Linked DNA regions of Macaca mulatta: region 2 is linked to region 1. The links are chromatin contacts, called in public Hi-C maps. All regions are on one chromosome and are shown on one strand. Each heading gives the region's core, a stretch centred on a gene start, on an enhancer-like site or on the middle of the called end of the contact. The rest is flanking DNA. Distances are from core to core; before and after follow the strand shown. Region 1 overlaps RBM20 (RNA binding motif protein 20). Region 2 holds the start of PDCD4 (programmed cell death 4).

Evidence for each region. Hi-C and Micro-C count contacts between places; a contact is called where the count stands out from the background.
Region 2: a Hi-C map of CD4 T cells shows a contact between it and region 1, with 2.1 times the contacts expected there. The contact joins the promoter of PDCD4 here to the enhancer-like site in region 1. A contact is called at or near these places in 5 of 14 Hi-C or Micro-C datasets (CD4 T cells, cortical neurons, fetal cortex germinal zone and 2 more).

What each region holds. Positions count from the first base shown.
Region 1 is chr9:122,983,046-122,991,014 of T2T-MMU8v2.0, reverse strand. RBM20 (RNA binding motif protein 20) reads right to left here. Exons shown (of 14, transcript XM_001087170.5): 7 at 7,477-7,608. Among named protein-coding and RNA genes, the nearest start is that of PDCD4, 67 kb to the left of the region's middle. Within about 2 kb of position 4,559, at least 9 of the 40 cell types and tissues checked have an H3K27ac peak or open chromatin away from gene starts, as enhancers often do. A contact at or near this core is called in CD4 T cells, where this site is marked.
Region 2 is chr9:123,049,259-123,057,227 of T2T-MMU8v2.0, reverse strand. It overlaps PDCD4 (programmed cell death 4), which reads right to left and starts at 2,705. Exons shown (of 12, transcript NM_001257846.1): 1 at 2,588-2,705.

The DNA of each region.
Region 1 (7,969 bases), core at 3,310-5,809:
GTGGCCCATGCAGTTTCCCAGGAGTCAAAGAGGTGCAGTTAGAGTGGACTTAGAAGAGCCTCTCCTTGGCTTAAACCTTCCTCTGTCCCTTATTTTCTTAACGACAGAACGTCCTCCTGGGGTCGCTTTCAGCCCATACCTCCTGGAGTTACTTCTATCCAGATCGCAGGTCCCCCGTGAGGGGCCTCCTGCGCTGACAGTCTTCACACAGCCAGCACCAGCACAGAGCCTGGCATGGAGCAGGCGCTGCCTAACACCCATCTCAAGATGCGTGGCTGGAGAGATGGAAGGAGGTGGCTGCAGAGAATGAATATGAATCTGCAAATACTACATGCTGGGGCTAGCGGTCACAGGTATTGTGATCCCTCCCGAGGATCAGAGCATTGGTTCTGCTATTTTAGGTGGTAATTGCAAATTGTTTGGTGCTCTGTGGACCAGCTGTCAGCTGCCATCTGAAAAGGGGACAGAAGTAGCCAAAGATTTTCAAATAAGAGAGTTGACTTCTGAAAGCCCTAAGAAAATTCTCTCAACCTTCCTCTTTGACCAGCTTCTGTATCCTGTGGGTAAAGGCATAAAGAGGGCAGGTGAAACAAAGGTGATTACAGCTTTGTAATCAAAAAATGAAATGGGAGAGAAAAGAGTAGGTCTATGATAAAATTTTGGTTACCTTTTTATTATAGAAAATTTCAAACATACACAAAAGTAGAGAGAATGGTTTTTGAACCCCGAAGAATCTATTACCCATCTTCAGTCAATGATGCTGACCAATCTTGTTGCATCTTGATATGGTTTGGTTCTGTGTTCCCACCCAAATCTCATATTCAATTGTAATCCCAGATGTTGAAGGTGGGGCCTGGTGGGAGGTGATTGGATCATGCGGGTGGTTTTTAATGGTTTAGCACCATCCCCCTAGTACTACTCTCGTGATAGAGTTCTCACAAGATCTGGCTGCTTAAAAGTGTGTAGCACCTCCCTGCTCCCACTCTAACTCCTGCTCTGGCCACAAAAAACATGCCTGCTTCCCCTTTGCCTTCCGCCATGACCGTAAGTTTTCTGAGGCCTCCACAGCCATGTTTCCTGTACAGCCTGAGGAACCATGAGCCAATTCAAGCTCTTTTCTTTATAAATTATCCAGTCTCAGGTAGTTTTTTTTTTTTTTTTTTTTTTTGCAACGGAGTCTCACTCTGTGGGCCCAGGCTGGAGTGCAGTGCAACCTCTGCCTTCTGGGTTCAAGCGATTCTCCTGCCTCAGCTTCCTGAGTATCTGAGATTACAGGTACCTGCCACCATACCTGGCTAATTTTTGTATTTTTAGTTTAGGTTTCACCATGTTGGTCAGGCTAGTCTTGAACTCCTGACCTCAAGTGATCCACCCACCTCAGCCTTCCAAAGTGCTGGGATTACAGGCGTGAGCCACCCCGGCCTGGACTCAGGCAGTTCTTTATAGCAGTGTGAGAATGGACTAATATACATCCGTACTCACCACCTTCCTTCCCCACCTCCTATATTATTTTGAAGCAAATGTCAGACATTGTTATCTTTACATCCATTCTGCGATGACAATGATCTCGCTCAACAGTCCCACAAGGGACCATCTACAGTGCTCAGAGTTAACACATCTTGCTGCTTTTAAGACAAGGTTGAGATTCCAAGCCCCATGCAGTTCCAGAAAAGTGCTGGCATATTAAGAGGGAGGCACCACCACTTGGAACCTCAACCCAGGAAGAGTAGCCCCAGCTGTGCCCGCACCTGGCTGGGTCACCCTGGGTCAAGGCTTATTGCCTATGGGAAACTCACTTTCTCTACCTGTAAAGATGGGTTAATGAGGCCCATCTGGCATCCACCAAAAGCCTCAGGGCATGGCAGGCTACACCTGTAAAAGTCACAGAGTGCTTGGCCAACATGAAGGGAACTGCTGGAGAGTTTCATGCCCTCTGACAACTCCACAGCTGTTTCACACACTTCAAGAGTCCTAGGAAGACACTGAAACCTTCTAGATGAGCCCAGAACTCATCTAAGCCAGATCCTGTCAAGGCAGCCCCGACTGTTTCAACATTACCAGGCTTTCTAGGCTTGATATCGTCATTCGCCTGACTCCTACCTGGAAGCCCTGTCTCTCTTTAGCTAATTCTCCCTTTCTTCAAGGCCTCCTTTAGGAATCTCTTCCCTTTTTCACACCCCTCAGTCATACTGCCTTTTGCCATGGAACTTCTGGTCGCCCCTGTACTTATGCATTCATGTTTAAATCTTGTGTAATTTTGCACGAGAATAATTTGTCTCCCAGTTGGAGAGTGAACTCTTCCCTAAGTGAGAACCATGCCTTGTATGCTTTGTAACTATCAGTACATAGAGAAGACTCTCAATCATCTTCCCAACTGAGAGCACCATGGACCATTCACAAGACTGCTTCCTAGGGCCAGAAGCCCTCTCTGTAGTGAGGAGGCTGGCAAGACCAGTGGCTCTGAAACCAGGCCCTCTGCCCTCAAAAGCACCTTGGAGTCTCATTCCCACCCCAAGCCTACTAAAGAGAATCTCTGGGCAAGAGGACTCCTCCGACAAAAAATCCCCTGATGACTCTCTGATGAAGTGACTGGGAGACACTGGTTTACATTATTCCAAGTTCACTTCTGCATCAAAGAGATTATGATTCCATACTTATTGACGAAGTTTCTATAGAACAACCCAGAAAATATTCCAATCGTCTTGTCCAGGTCTGTAGGAAGAAGGCTACTCACTTTTTATTGTTCCTTCAGATTTTCTCTTTCTTATTCATTTTGCATATTTATTAAACATCTATCAAGGGAAAGGTTCTGCCTCAAATAAGCTGAGGAACAGAACCTTTGCCACAGGAAGTATATGGGGAGATAAGATAGGTGCATGAGGAAATATTCAAGAGAGGAAATGAAAAATACCTTAAAATCTCTCCTTTCTCTCCCTATACTTTGCCTGGTGAGCAAAAGATACAGTTAGAGGAGAAAGAGCAATCAGAATTTCTCTCCACCTCTGCAAACCCTGGTGGGACCTCACATGCAGCCCCTTTGGCCCAGAGAAACACAGGGATACAGTGTTTGCCCTGTACCTTCCCAGTAGCCACTGTCCTTCCTCCTGATAGCAGCTGTTCCTCCCTCATCTTGCTCCAGAGCTCTGGGTGGGTCTCTGCCCCAGCTCTGAGGATGTAGCAGATGACACAGGTCCAGCCAATCACAGAATGACCTAGCCCTGGCCTGAGATCAATTTAGGGATGTGCCCCTGTGCTAAGCTAGTCCAGTCAGAGCTACTTTCTCAAAAGTCTCAGGACTTTTGTGGGAGCTTCTAGGAAAAAAACTCTTGGCTTTTCTTGTTGAAGGAAATGGAAGGGGGAGTAAGAACTGCTGAGGTCACTGTAGCTATCATGCCACCTAGAGGAGAGAGCCTGGGCTGCAACGGCCCACCCCAGGGAGCCCCCAGTAAACAAGGCCAAAAGAGCAGAAGGCAGAGTGGAGAGAAACCAAGTCCTAATGAGGGTCTCTGGGTCCTGAATCCAGCCGTATCTGCAGCCAGAGCTACTCCTGGACTTTTCATTTACATGAATCCATAAATTCTTTCTTTTTTTTTTTTTTTACTTAAGCCAACAGGCTTAATGGAGATGAATTTCTGTTACTTGCAGAGAGAGATTCATATCAACATAGGGACCATAAAGCATGCATTACTATGTAGTTGAAACATACATTAAGTTGTTTTCACATCTATGATTCCATGCGACCTTCACAATGACCTTAAGAGGGAATATGGCAGCTTGGGGAGCAGAAAAGCCCTACTAAAGATCAGAAAACAATGTGTTCTGGGCCCTTTCCATTCAAACTATGCTCCGAGGACCACCAGCAGCAGCATCTCTTGGGACCTTGTTAAAAATACGCAATAACAGCACTACCCTAGACACGCTGAATCAAAGTGCGTTTTAACAACATCACTGAGTGATTTGTAGCACACTGAAGCTCGAGAAGCTCTGTTATAATACTATCTCTGCTGCTTCTTGGCTGGGTGACTATAAGCAAATTACGTGATTTCTCAGGGTTTTTTTCATGCAGACAACAGAGATCATAATAACACACTATAACAATGCAGCTTTAGTGCAAAACCAAAACAGTACTAAGTTTTAATCATAGCTCTTCCAGTAGCTAAATACAATCCTGGGCAACTTACTGAACTTCTATTAGCTTCAGATACCTCATCTGTAAAACTGAGATAATAATAGCTGTCTAACAGGACTGATGTCAGGATTAAATAATGTATGTAAAGTGCTTGGTACATTACTTGCTCCAGAGTACCAGGACTCAATTAAAGGTATATATTATTGTTATTGTTTTACTCTTATAATTACTGCTATTATCCACCCTACACACCTCACAGGGTATGGTGAATTATGAGACTCAAAAGATAATATATGAAAAAAATGCTTAAAGCCAAATTACTCAAAGTATAGTCCTTTCCTGATCTGTAAACTGAGGTTCACAGAGGTTAAGCAACTCTTCTAAACTCACCAAAGCAGGAAGTGGTAGAGCCCAGGCTGACATCACCATCTTCCAATCTGGGATAGGTCACATGGTTGTCAGTGGTTCTTTGTTTATTTGCTTTTACTCCCACCAGACTGAGCTCCTCGCCCGCTTGCTACTTCTACCTCCATGGCACCTGGCCCAGTTCCACCCACGGTGAGCACTCAGTGCACATTTGCTGAAAGCAAAACTTGACCATCTGACCTCTTTAACCCGTGTTTTTTGCACCACCCCAAACTATCTCCCTCAGGAAGGTATTACTATGCTTTGGTACTTTAATTTAAGAAACCGATTACTGCCGTTAATCTTAATCAGAAACTTATGACAACCTCTCATTTGGAGACCAAAGTTCCACTGGGAACTTAGTGTAGAAATTCAATTCTAGCCCCGAGGGGGAGAATCCAGGAGAACAGGAACTTTGGCTGGATACAGAATGGGGTGGGATCCTTACTTGTCTGAAAGAAGCAATATACTTTCATTGGCGGGGGGAAAAAAAAGCCAAGTTCTGCCGGAAGGAGAACTGTTAGCGAAGGAACTTTAGAGGCAATGATGCAAGCAAAGCAGATTCAGGACTCTGGAAGCTGGTTGACACAGTACCCATCTACATATGGAGACTTGTCAGAATGCCAGTCCTAGCCACTGAGCCTTTGTCTTCTGACTTCAACCTTGAAGGTGGATTAAGGCCTGTGGGTCTTGGACAAAATGGATCCTAAGTCAATGTGGAATGAGCTAAAGTGAACAGGAAAATCCCTATTAAATGGAACAGTAGAAAGTACAAAATAAGAGGGTAGATTTAAACACAAATATAGCAATAATTACAAGAAATCCAAATAGACTTGGTGCTCCAGTTAAGAGAACTCCTGCAAACCAATAAGAAGACACAATGCAAAAGAAAAGCATGGGCAAATGACTTGAAAAGAAACATCCCATCAAAGAAGATCCAGATGGAACAGCCAACAAACAATGAAAAAGTGCTCAACTTCCATGCACAATTAGGAGGATAAAATACAAAACTGTGATAAACCAGCCAGGTGCAGTGGCTCACACCTGTAATCCCAGCACTTTGGGAGGCCGAGGTGGGTGGATCATGAGGTCAGGACATTGAGACCATCCTGGCCAACATGGTGAAACCCTGTCTCTATTAAAATACAAAAAAAAAAAAAAAAAAAAAAAAAAAGCCAGGTGTGGTGGTGTATGCTTGTAGTCCCAGCTACTCGGAGGTGAGGCAGGAGAATCGCTTGAACCTGGGAGGTGGAGATTGCAGTGAGCGGAGATCGCACCACTGCACTCCAGTCTGGTAACAGAGCAAGATTCCGTCTCAAAAACAAAACAAAACAAAACTCTGATAAACCATGATACTCTCCAAGATAGGCAAAAATTTAAGAGTTGGACAAGACAATGTGTTAGCAAGAATGTAGATCACTGAAAACTCTTTTTTTTTCTTTTTGAGATAGAATTTCACTCTTGTTGCCCAAGCTGGAGTGCAGTGGCACAATCTCAGCTCGCTGCAACCTCCACCTCCCAGGTTCAAGCAATTCTCCTGCCTCAGCCTCCCGAGTAGCTGGGATTACAGGCGCCTGCCACCATGCCTGGCTAATTTTTGTATTTTTAGTAGAGATGGGGTTTCACCATGTTGGCCAGGCTGGTCTCAAACTCCTGACCTCATGATCTGCCCACCTCAGCCTCCCAAAGTGCTGGGAATACTGGCATAAGCCACCACGCCCAGCCGAAAACTCTAATACACTACTAGGAGGAGTATAAATGTGAGACAACTAATTTTGGAAAGAGCTTGCTGTCATCTAGGAAAGTTGAGGTAAGCATGCCTTATGATGCAGCTATCTCAATCCTAGTTATGTATGTACCTCTAGTTGTCTGCTCAAGTGCATATATACCAGGATGACATGTTTGAGAAGGTTCAGATTAGCCTTGTCCCTAAAACAACTCAAATGTCCATCAACAGTAGAATGGACAAATTGTATAGCCATACAATGGAAATGTATATAACAATGAAAATAAATAGACACACCCAACAACATGGATGGCATCATGTTGAATGAAAGAAGCAAGATCTGTAAGAACACAGCATGATTCCATTTATGTAAAGTTCAAAAACAGGCAAAACTAAACCATGATATTTAGGGAGGCATATACAGGTGGTAGAACTACAAAGAAAAGCACAGATATGATTATCGTTGAAGTCAGGAGAGTAGACAGGGAGGGGTTGAACATGAGGAGGGACTCACAGGAGCTTCTGGGTGTGTCTATATTCTACTTCTTGACTTTGGTGGTGGTTTTATGGGGTTTATGAGATCTCACCCATTATTACTTTTTAAACCGCACAATGTATAATCAGCCATTTTTCTGTGTGTTCTGTTATACTTCACAATAAAACAAAAAAGAAGGGAAAGAAAAGAAAGAAATGTAGATCAGCTAAAACAAAAGCAAACCCTGGTTTGGAACTATTTGAATGCATTCCCGAGTTCTGACAGTGGCCAATTCAGCCAAGGACTGCTTAGAAGGGCTTCTATGAGGCTTAAGACGTAAATATGAAGGAGAGAGAAGAGAGCAAGAGATCAAGGGGGTGACAGAGGAAGAAAAAGTTACTGAAGGTCTGTATAGGTAGAGAAGGTTGTATTCAAGCGTTTATGCCTGGAACTCCCAGAACCTTTCCCTTCTGACTTAGTTCCCCTGTAAACATCTTCTTCTGGAAAACTTTCCTTGGCTCCCAGGTAGACTTAAATGCCTCTTTGCACTTTGTATTTACCTCAAAAGCACTTTTCTTGCCATGCTGCAATGGTTTGCCTCAAGATCCTCAAAGGCAGTGTGTCATTTCTGAATCTTTTCCTATCCTCTCCTTTCCACCAGCATTTAGGTCAGTGCCTAACAAGGAGGAGAAACTCATCTGGTGCTTGTTGAATGACTGAATGAACAAGATAATGCTTTACCTTGAGCTGCAATTCCTTGTATCTCTTGGACATCCGAATGAGCAACTTCTCACCATTGATCACAGCAGATTTTTCTTGATAATACTGGACCATGGCCTGTGCGGCTTCTGTGTAAGCCATCTCTAAAAAGGCCTAAGAAAGAAAGGAAGGACACTCATTGGACTTGACTTTAATGGTCTTAAACAAGATTCAGTACAAGGCATGATTCCATGTCTATGAAGTTCAAAAACAGACAAAACTAATCAATGGTGACAGGAGTTAGCATTGAGCTTCTCTCTCAGGTGGGGATGGGGAACTGATGGAGAAGAAGCATGAAGAAACCTGACATTCTGGAAATGCTCTATATCTTGACCTGGGTGTTAACTATATGGGTGTACACATGTAACTAATGGAATTGTGCATGTAGGATGAGTGTACATTACACACTGTAGAGTATGTGTTTTATACCTCACTTAAAAGGAAAAAAAAAGTCAGTATAAAGAAGAGATCTCTT
Region 2 (7,969 bases), core at 1,456-3,955, 68 kb before region 1:
CATTCTCTAATTCTATTTAGAATAAAATAATGTGAATCTTTAAAATCACTTTTTAATACAACTCCCGCCAACTTTAGATATGAAAAAAAATCTTAAAAATATGTAGAGATTCATATAAATACATGAACAAAAATGATTTGCAAATCTAAACATTCAGCATCCTTCATGGCTGAAAAGGCTACATTCTGTTTTAATTCCATGCATGAATTACATATAGGAAAGGAATAATGTCATATGTGTTTCAGTTTTTTAGAGTTCCATTACAAAGTCTTTTTCATTCTTGATGAAAGCATAACCTTTGAGAGAATATTTTCTGCAGAGCCCAATAAGTGAAATGATTATAACTAATGTTTATAAAGCCCTTTACAATTCAAAAAGAATTGTACATGTATTATTTAATGTACCTTACAGAACAATCTTCAGGTAAGTATTCCACCTTACACACAACTAAACAGATTCAGAGAGGATAGGTGATATGTCCAACGACAGCCAGCTGCTTAGTGAAACAGCCAGGACGAGAATTCAGACCTTCCAAATCCAGTACTGTTTGCACAAGTTCAATCCAAGATTTTAATAACCCACAGGAAGATTATTTTCAAGGGTTACCAGAAGCTTATTAAAACAGACTTCTGCTGTTAAATCAAACTTTTAAATGCTGTTTTCCAAACACTAAAAATAATTATTTTAAACTATTATACAGAAGGCATTCCGTCAAACAAAGAAAACTGTCAGGAAATGACTATCATCTCTTTTATTAAGATAAAAACAAAGTTATCTTAATAGTCCTGTGTCGTTAGGCAATGATAACCTGATCAAGAACTCAAGTCATATTTGAGAGCAACAAACACGTTTTAAGAGTTTAGATAAGCATAAGACATGTTCTACGTTTTTCTTCTCTTTAAAGTAGTAGGATTTTTTTCAATTTATTTAACCACCCTTACTTGGCCCAAACAAGAAAATATAAAGCAAAAAATCCAAACCCTATTTCCTTCATACTAACCTACAAAAATGATTTTTCGATGAGAAAACTATACATACAAGTTAGAAGAAAATGAAGGCTGACATTAAACACTGTCCTTTTCTTCAGTGTTACATGAAACAAGCAATCGGAAGTATTCAATTGCCAAAACATTCCCTAAGAGATAGACCCTCCACTCTCCCACGAAATATATATGTATTTCCTGAACTATACCTCATAAATTGCTCTGGCATTTTGGGGAGTCAAGCTTTGGCCATTTATTAACTAGGATTACTTGTATTCATTCTCCGGCTACAAACAGCTAATTAGCAGCTTAAAACCAGCTAAAAGCATTCTACTACAGTAATGCAAAAGTGAGCACTACAGATAATATTCAAGTGGCATTTATTTTTGCAGTCCTAACAATTATTTTTCCTTTCACATTAGTACCACAGAAAAAGCCAATCAATTATAATTCCAAGACACTTACTGAAATATTAAGGTATTCAATAAGCCTATAATGAAGGAATATTAAGGGTATAAATGCCAGTAACTCCTTGCTTAAAAAGCACTTGGTGGTTTCCCAAAAAAAGTCACGTTATCAAAATCATAAAAATTAAAGTAAAAATACAAGTTAAAAAACAAGGGAAACCCTTTTTTGCCAGACATGTAGTCGCATTTCTGATCGTTTTCATCATTTGTAGACACTACACAGTCGCTGGCTAGGTAGCGAGTTCTCACAAGGGGTAGGTGGGCGACATTGACGTCTGCAGACAGTTTTGAAGCTCTTGCAAAACTCCATGTACGTTACAGCATCAAACTGACAAATGCAGCAGACGGCATGCGTTTCACAGAAAGGGGGCTCCCTTCCCAGCTTTGTTTTCTCTGGGAGATTATATTTTACCTGAACTAAAAAAAAAGAGACCCTTTGCCGGAGGACTGGCTCGGCGAAGTTCGCGCGGGGCTCGGGCGGCGGGCACGTGTTCGCCTCCTAGGGCCCCCCCAGTGAGGCTAGCGCGCGGTCCCTCCCCACAGCGGCCGGACCCTTTCTCCCGCAGCGGGCTCAGGCCAGGACCCCCGAAGTCCCCAGCCCGGGTCGGCCCCCGGAAGGGGCTGGGCCGGGGCCAGGAACGGAGCTCCAGGGTCACGCCGAGCAGGGGGGCGCATCTTCAGAGAATTCCCAGGGAGAGCAGGGGGCGGGGAGGGCGCGAATCTTCCTCACAGGATTTCAGTCCAGCCGGAAACACGCCTTCCAATCCCGGCCCCTGAATTCAACCTCCGCCAGAGCGGGAGGGGGGTTGAGGGAGACCTTCGAGGGCAAGCGTCCCGCGCGCCCCTCTCAGTGGGAAGAGGGCTCCGGGAGGGGGCGGGCCCGCGCCACCACGCTCCAGGCTGGGCCCAGAAAGAGGGAACCGGGCCGGCTGCGCGCAGTCCGGGGCGTTGGGGCGGGCGCGGCTGGACCTATGGGGCTACGAGGAGGCAGCCGGGGCCCCGCACCGCTGGCCCGGACCTGACAGGGCCGCGGCCCCCACGCCCCCGCCCCCTCCCATCGTGCGGCTGCCTCCGAGGGGGGATGGGGGAGAGGGCGCAGTCTTCCCGAGCGTGTGAGCCGCGCCTACTGGTACTGACCCCTCCGGCCCCTGCCGCTGCTCGCCCAGGTCCCTGGTCAGCCGGCCCCGACCCCGCTCTTCTGGCTCTGCCGCCGCCTCGGAGAGTCTCTGGCCCCTCTCGCTCTGTTTGTTTTTGTTTTCTTCTACCCAGTAACACGGGGGCGAGAGGGCGGCGCTTATTGGCCAAGGCCGGGTGGTCGGCTGGCCAATCGTGGCGGTGGAGCCGGAGCTGAGGCGGAAAGGGGAGAGGAGTGAAACGTGGAAAGTTGGGGAGGGGCGCGGAGGGCGCATGCGCTTGTGGTTCCTGGGACTGGCTGGAGCGGGAGCGGAGCGGGAAGCCAGGGTGGGGGTGTGTTGGGAAGCGTGGCGAGATGGGAGCGTCGGGAAAAGGGCAGTGCTGGGGGATGGGAACGAGGATGAAGCTGCCTAGTCCCAGCTCACCCATTCTCCTCACAGGGCGTTCTGCAAACTGGGCTGAAGCACAGGTTTTGAGCTTCCTGACGTCGCTGCCTCCATTTCTAGACACTCAGGCGAACACTCCAAGTGATCAGCCTGCCCGATTCCTCCTCCCTCTGGCCCCTGCTTTCTCCATGACTTCTAGTTTCTGCAGATCTCATGCTAAGAAGTTTCTCTCAGCGAATCCCCTCAAACCTTTGAGATAGAAATAATTCCCATTTCACAGATATAAAACAGGCCCCAAAACTCTTTGAAGTCCCTTTGCTAATCATGACTTGCCAAGCCTCTGGCGTTCAAACGCACTAATTCCGGACTCCGGTGCTGGGAATCTCAGCCATGGCTACAATTTCTCTATTGAAACTTCCACCTCCCCTCGCTGTTCTCTCTGACTTTTCCTCTTGGCTGCATTCGTTTTGCCTGGTCCTGTCCTTATTTCAACGTCACGGTCCCCTGAGGGTGATAACCAGAACCTTATGCTTCCTCTGTGCTCCCAGGAGGGGACTTAGCCACTACCTCTCATAAGATTTTTCAGTTGTCTGATGGGCAGCACCTGAATGATTGCTTGGTCCCTCCAGAACCCAACTGCCTCATCCCGCGCAGGCCAGCGCCTTCCCTTGGCTGCCCAGTCACCCTGCCTGGGAATCATCTCTAATGCTGCTATTTCTCTGCACACGCGCGCGCGCGCGCGCACGCACACACACACACACAAACCTTCACTGGCTTCCCACTGCCTCTCTTGAGTGTCAGCGCCACGGTCGGTCGTTCAAGGCTCCACAATGTGACTTAAAGACTTTCAAGCTGTGTCTCCACACATATCCCTATATGCCTCCTCAACCCCTGGTAATTCTTTATATATCACCTTGAAATGTCTCTCTTCTCATCTCCTATCTCTGCCTGGTGCAATCCTTCTGTGCCTCATGGCCCTCCCTAGTAGTTTTTTATTTTGTTGTTGTTGTTGTTTTATTTAATTGAGGCAGGGGCTTGCCCTGTAGCCCAGGAGAATGCAGTGGCATGATCACAGCTCACTGCTGTCTCGACCTCCCTCAACCTCCCTGGTTCAAGCGATCCTCTCACCTCAGCCTCCTGAGTAACTGGGACTACAGGTGCCCCTCACTATGCCTAGCTAATTTTTGTATTTTCTGTATGCACGGGGTTTCATCATGTCGTCCAGGCTGGTCTTGAACTCCTGGGCTCAAGCAATCAGCCCACCTGAGCCTCCCAAAGCGTTGAGATTACAAGCGTGAGCCACCATTCCTGGACGCTGGTAGTTTTTCTGGAGCCTCGTGATTTGATATGATCTTCCTGCCCCTGGTTCTTCACCGTATTGGCTTGTCACACCTCCAGAGGCACTGATCACATTCTACCTGGCATTATTTTATCTGAGTCCCTGTCTAGCCCTTCTGCCCATTAGACTGTAACCTTGTTTAGGGGAAGACCTGTGTCTTACTCATCTGGGTTTTGTTGTTGTTGTTGAGACAGGGTCTTGCCCTGTTGCCCAGGCTGGAAAGCAGTGGTGCAATCTCTGCGCACTGCAGCCTGGACCTATCGGGCTTCAGCCATCCTCCCACCTCAGCCTTCCAAGTAGCTGAGACTACAGGCGTGTGCCACAACACCCAGCTAGTTTTTTGTACTTTCAGTGGAGACGGGGTTTTGCCATGTTGCCTAGGCTTCTCTTGAATTCCTGAGCTCAAGGGATCTGCCTGCCTCGGCCTCCCAAAGTGCTGGGATTACAGGCGTGAGCCACTGTGCATGACCCACTCACCCGTTATTGTAGTACTTAAGATACCTTGTTCATTTATTGTGCCTGTGCAAAATACACCTTGATTTGAGTTTACAAAGATTCTCAGCAGTTGGTGGTCATCCTCATCTCCTGGGCAGTGGCCTCCTGGCCTGGCCAGTATCTGAATTAGTCTCATAATTCATGTTCACTTTTTAAAATCAGAGCTTCCCAGACCTCAGTTTGTTTTTTTCCATTATCTGCAGCTGTCTCCTTTCCCCTCTCTCACCTATACTCTACTGATCAGTGACGGCTGGTCCTTTGTTACCATCCTTCTCTTTCTCCACATTTTTTCTCTTCTCATTCCTTTCAGTTCCCAACCCTTTCCTTCTTCCTCCCTGTCTTCCATTTAGTCATTCATTGAATGTACTTACTCAGCACCTATAGCATAATCAGGCTGTGTTGGATAAGCATCCCAAGATCTATGAGATAAGGAAAGAATGGAATATGATTACCAATTTTACAAAGCATCTAAAACAACCTGTTATGTTTTAGCAAATTGCCCCCAAAGGACCCATTAGGGAGGAAAATGTTCGTGTCCTTTTTGCATATTATCTCAAGCAGTACCCATGATGGCTGGGGGCGGATCATGGGGATCCCAGAACCCACCTTTGAGAATGCTGCCATATTTGCGTGTGGTTGACAAGGTTGGGCCAGACACTCAGGAAATGGGGTTGTAGCCCTACCTCCCCCACTAACTTCCTGTAAGAACTTCAGTCCCTCTCAGGACCTTTTTCTTTACCAATAAAATTCAGAAATTGGGCTCAATCACTAATTCCCAAAGTATTTTCCAAAGAACACGAATTTTGTGGAACTTTGATATCATGCAAAAAAAATGCGGGAGGGATTGTTCCATGGTCAAATGCTCTTGGAAATAACTCGTTTAAACAAAGATAAAACTGTTTCTTTACCCACAACTCTTCTCAGTGTTTTGTTTGTTTGTTTTTTGAGATGGAGTTTTGCTCTTGTCGCCCAGGCTGGAGTGCAATGGCACTATCTTGGCTCACTACAACCTCTGCCTTCCGGGTTCAAGTGATTCTCCTGCCTCAGCCTCCCCAGTAGCTGGGATTCTAGGCGCCTGCCACCACGCCTGGCTAATTTTTACATTTTTAGTAGAGATGGGGTTTCACCATGTTGGCCAGGCTGGTCTCGAACTCCTGATCTCAAGTGATCTGCCCGCCTCGGCCTCCCAAAGTGCTGGGATTACAGGCATGAGCCACCGTGCCCGGCCTTCTCAGTGTTTTTAATAAACTATGTGCCTTTAGCATCTTGGGAGACCAAGGTAGGAAGATTAGTAATGCTTCCTACCTTGTTTGAACACAGAACATTTTTTTCTCAAGATACCCCAGAAGCAGTGTTACTTAGAAACCAACTTGGGAAATATGGATGATAGCCACTATCACCAACATTCCTTCCAACTGTGTTGAACACTAGTCACCTGTGCCTTTGCAGCTAAACATTTAAAAAAAAAAAAATGTTTTTAAGAATAAGCTGAAAATAGAAAAGTATCCAAGTGCCAAGAATTTTTGCCTACCAAATCAATCCAGAAATATTTTGGTGTGTGCCTATTCTGTGAAAAGCACAGTTGATTCAGCTATGTTCTTGGTAAAAGGCATTGTACTACTTTAGGGTAGGTAATATCTGAAGCCTAGAGCTGCCCAGGCTTCTGGGCCACAACGTACATTTTCATTTCACGTTGTAATTGTCACAAACTAGGTTTCTGTTACCTGAATCCCTGTGCCTATGGGCTTATGTTAATTTAGCTATTAGATGACAGAAAAGGAGAGGGTCCTTCCCCTGAACTCACTCTATACAGAATAATGGAATTGCAACTTCCATTTCCCTTGAGAATGATTCATTCCAAGAGTTTAGGAGAGGAAGGGAGATCACAGTTGCCCAGAACAAGACAGCTGTTCAGAGATGGCAACAGAAGCTCTGTGCTGTGTGAGCAGATAAACGTTATATACCTCATTTTCCCGTACTACTCAGGCTTAAGCAATATTGAGATACTTGGAGGGGTGCAAGTGTTTGGTTTTGTTAGGGGAGAGGGTGGGAGATAGTTTCTATTTTTTGCCTCTCAAGACAAGGTAGTGACCCTGTCCCTAACTAGCTGTGTTGCTTTGGGTGTTTCCCTTCCTCTCCCTGGGTGAATTGAATGCTTCGATTTTCTGTGCTGTAAAAGAAGGAGGTGCCCACCGCAGGGAGTTCATAAGCAGTCATTCAGTTCTAATACCGTGGGATGCTGAGCAAGGTACTGAGTTGGTACCATGGGAGTCCTGGGAATGGAGAACAAGAGATAAGAGTTTGCTGACTGGGTGCGGTGGCTCATGCCTGTAATCCCAGCACTTTAGGAGGCTAAGGTGGGAGGATCATTTGAGGCCAGGAGTTCAAGACCAGCCTGACCAACACGATGAAACCCCATCTCTACTAAAAATACAAAAAAAAAAAAAAAAATAGCTGGGCATGGTGGTGCATGCCTGTAGTCCCAGCTATTCGGGAGGCTGAGGCAGGAGAATCTCTTGAACCCAGGAGGCGAAGGTTGCAGTGAGCTGAGAGCGCTATTGCACTCCAGCCTGGGCGACAGAGAGAGACTCCACCTCAAAACAAACAAAGAAAGGAGTTTGCCACTGTTGGCAGGAGAGGATTCCACTGGGTGTGGACAGAGGGACTGTCAACCCAGGGGCTTTCTCCTAATGCACAGCTCAGATAATATCACCTCCCTCCATCCCAAAGGCAAAGTGATGGCTGGTGTGGGTTTAGGAGCACTAATGAATGAATTTGGGTAAAGTACTTGAAAATGCACAGTTGAAGGCAAAAGATAAGCACCTAGATTTACTATTATTGCCTTTGGAACTCTCCAAGGCTTTTTCATTCTTTGGGTAAAGTCTTATTTGAGAGTTCTGTTTCTTAATAAGCAACATTCATGCCCCTAAGTGAAATTGAGAAGAATTTGTCTTTCTGGGGAGTAAGAGTAGGTCTTAGCCCACTTGCTTCCTAAGAAATTTTAGATGCTGCTGCCATTTGCAGCAACTTCATCTACCTGAACTGATGTCTCGTCTCCTTTTGTCAAACCAAAGCCTGAATTTTGAGAATTCCTGTAAGGCGGAAATTGCACTTTAGCACAAATGGTAAAAGACATAAAACATGTTTTGAAGAGAGAGCTGCATA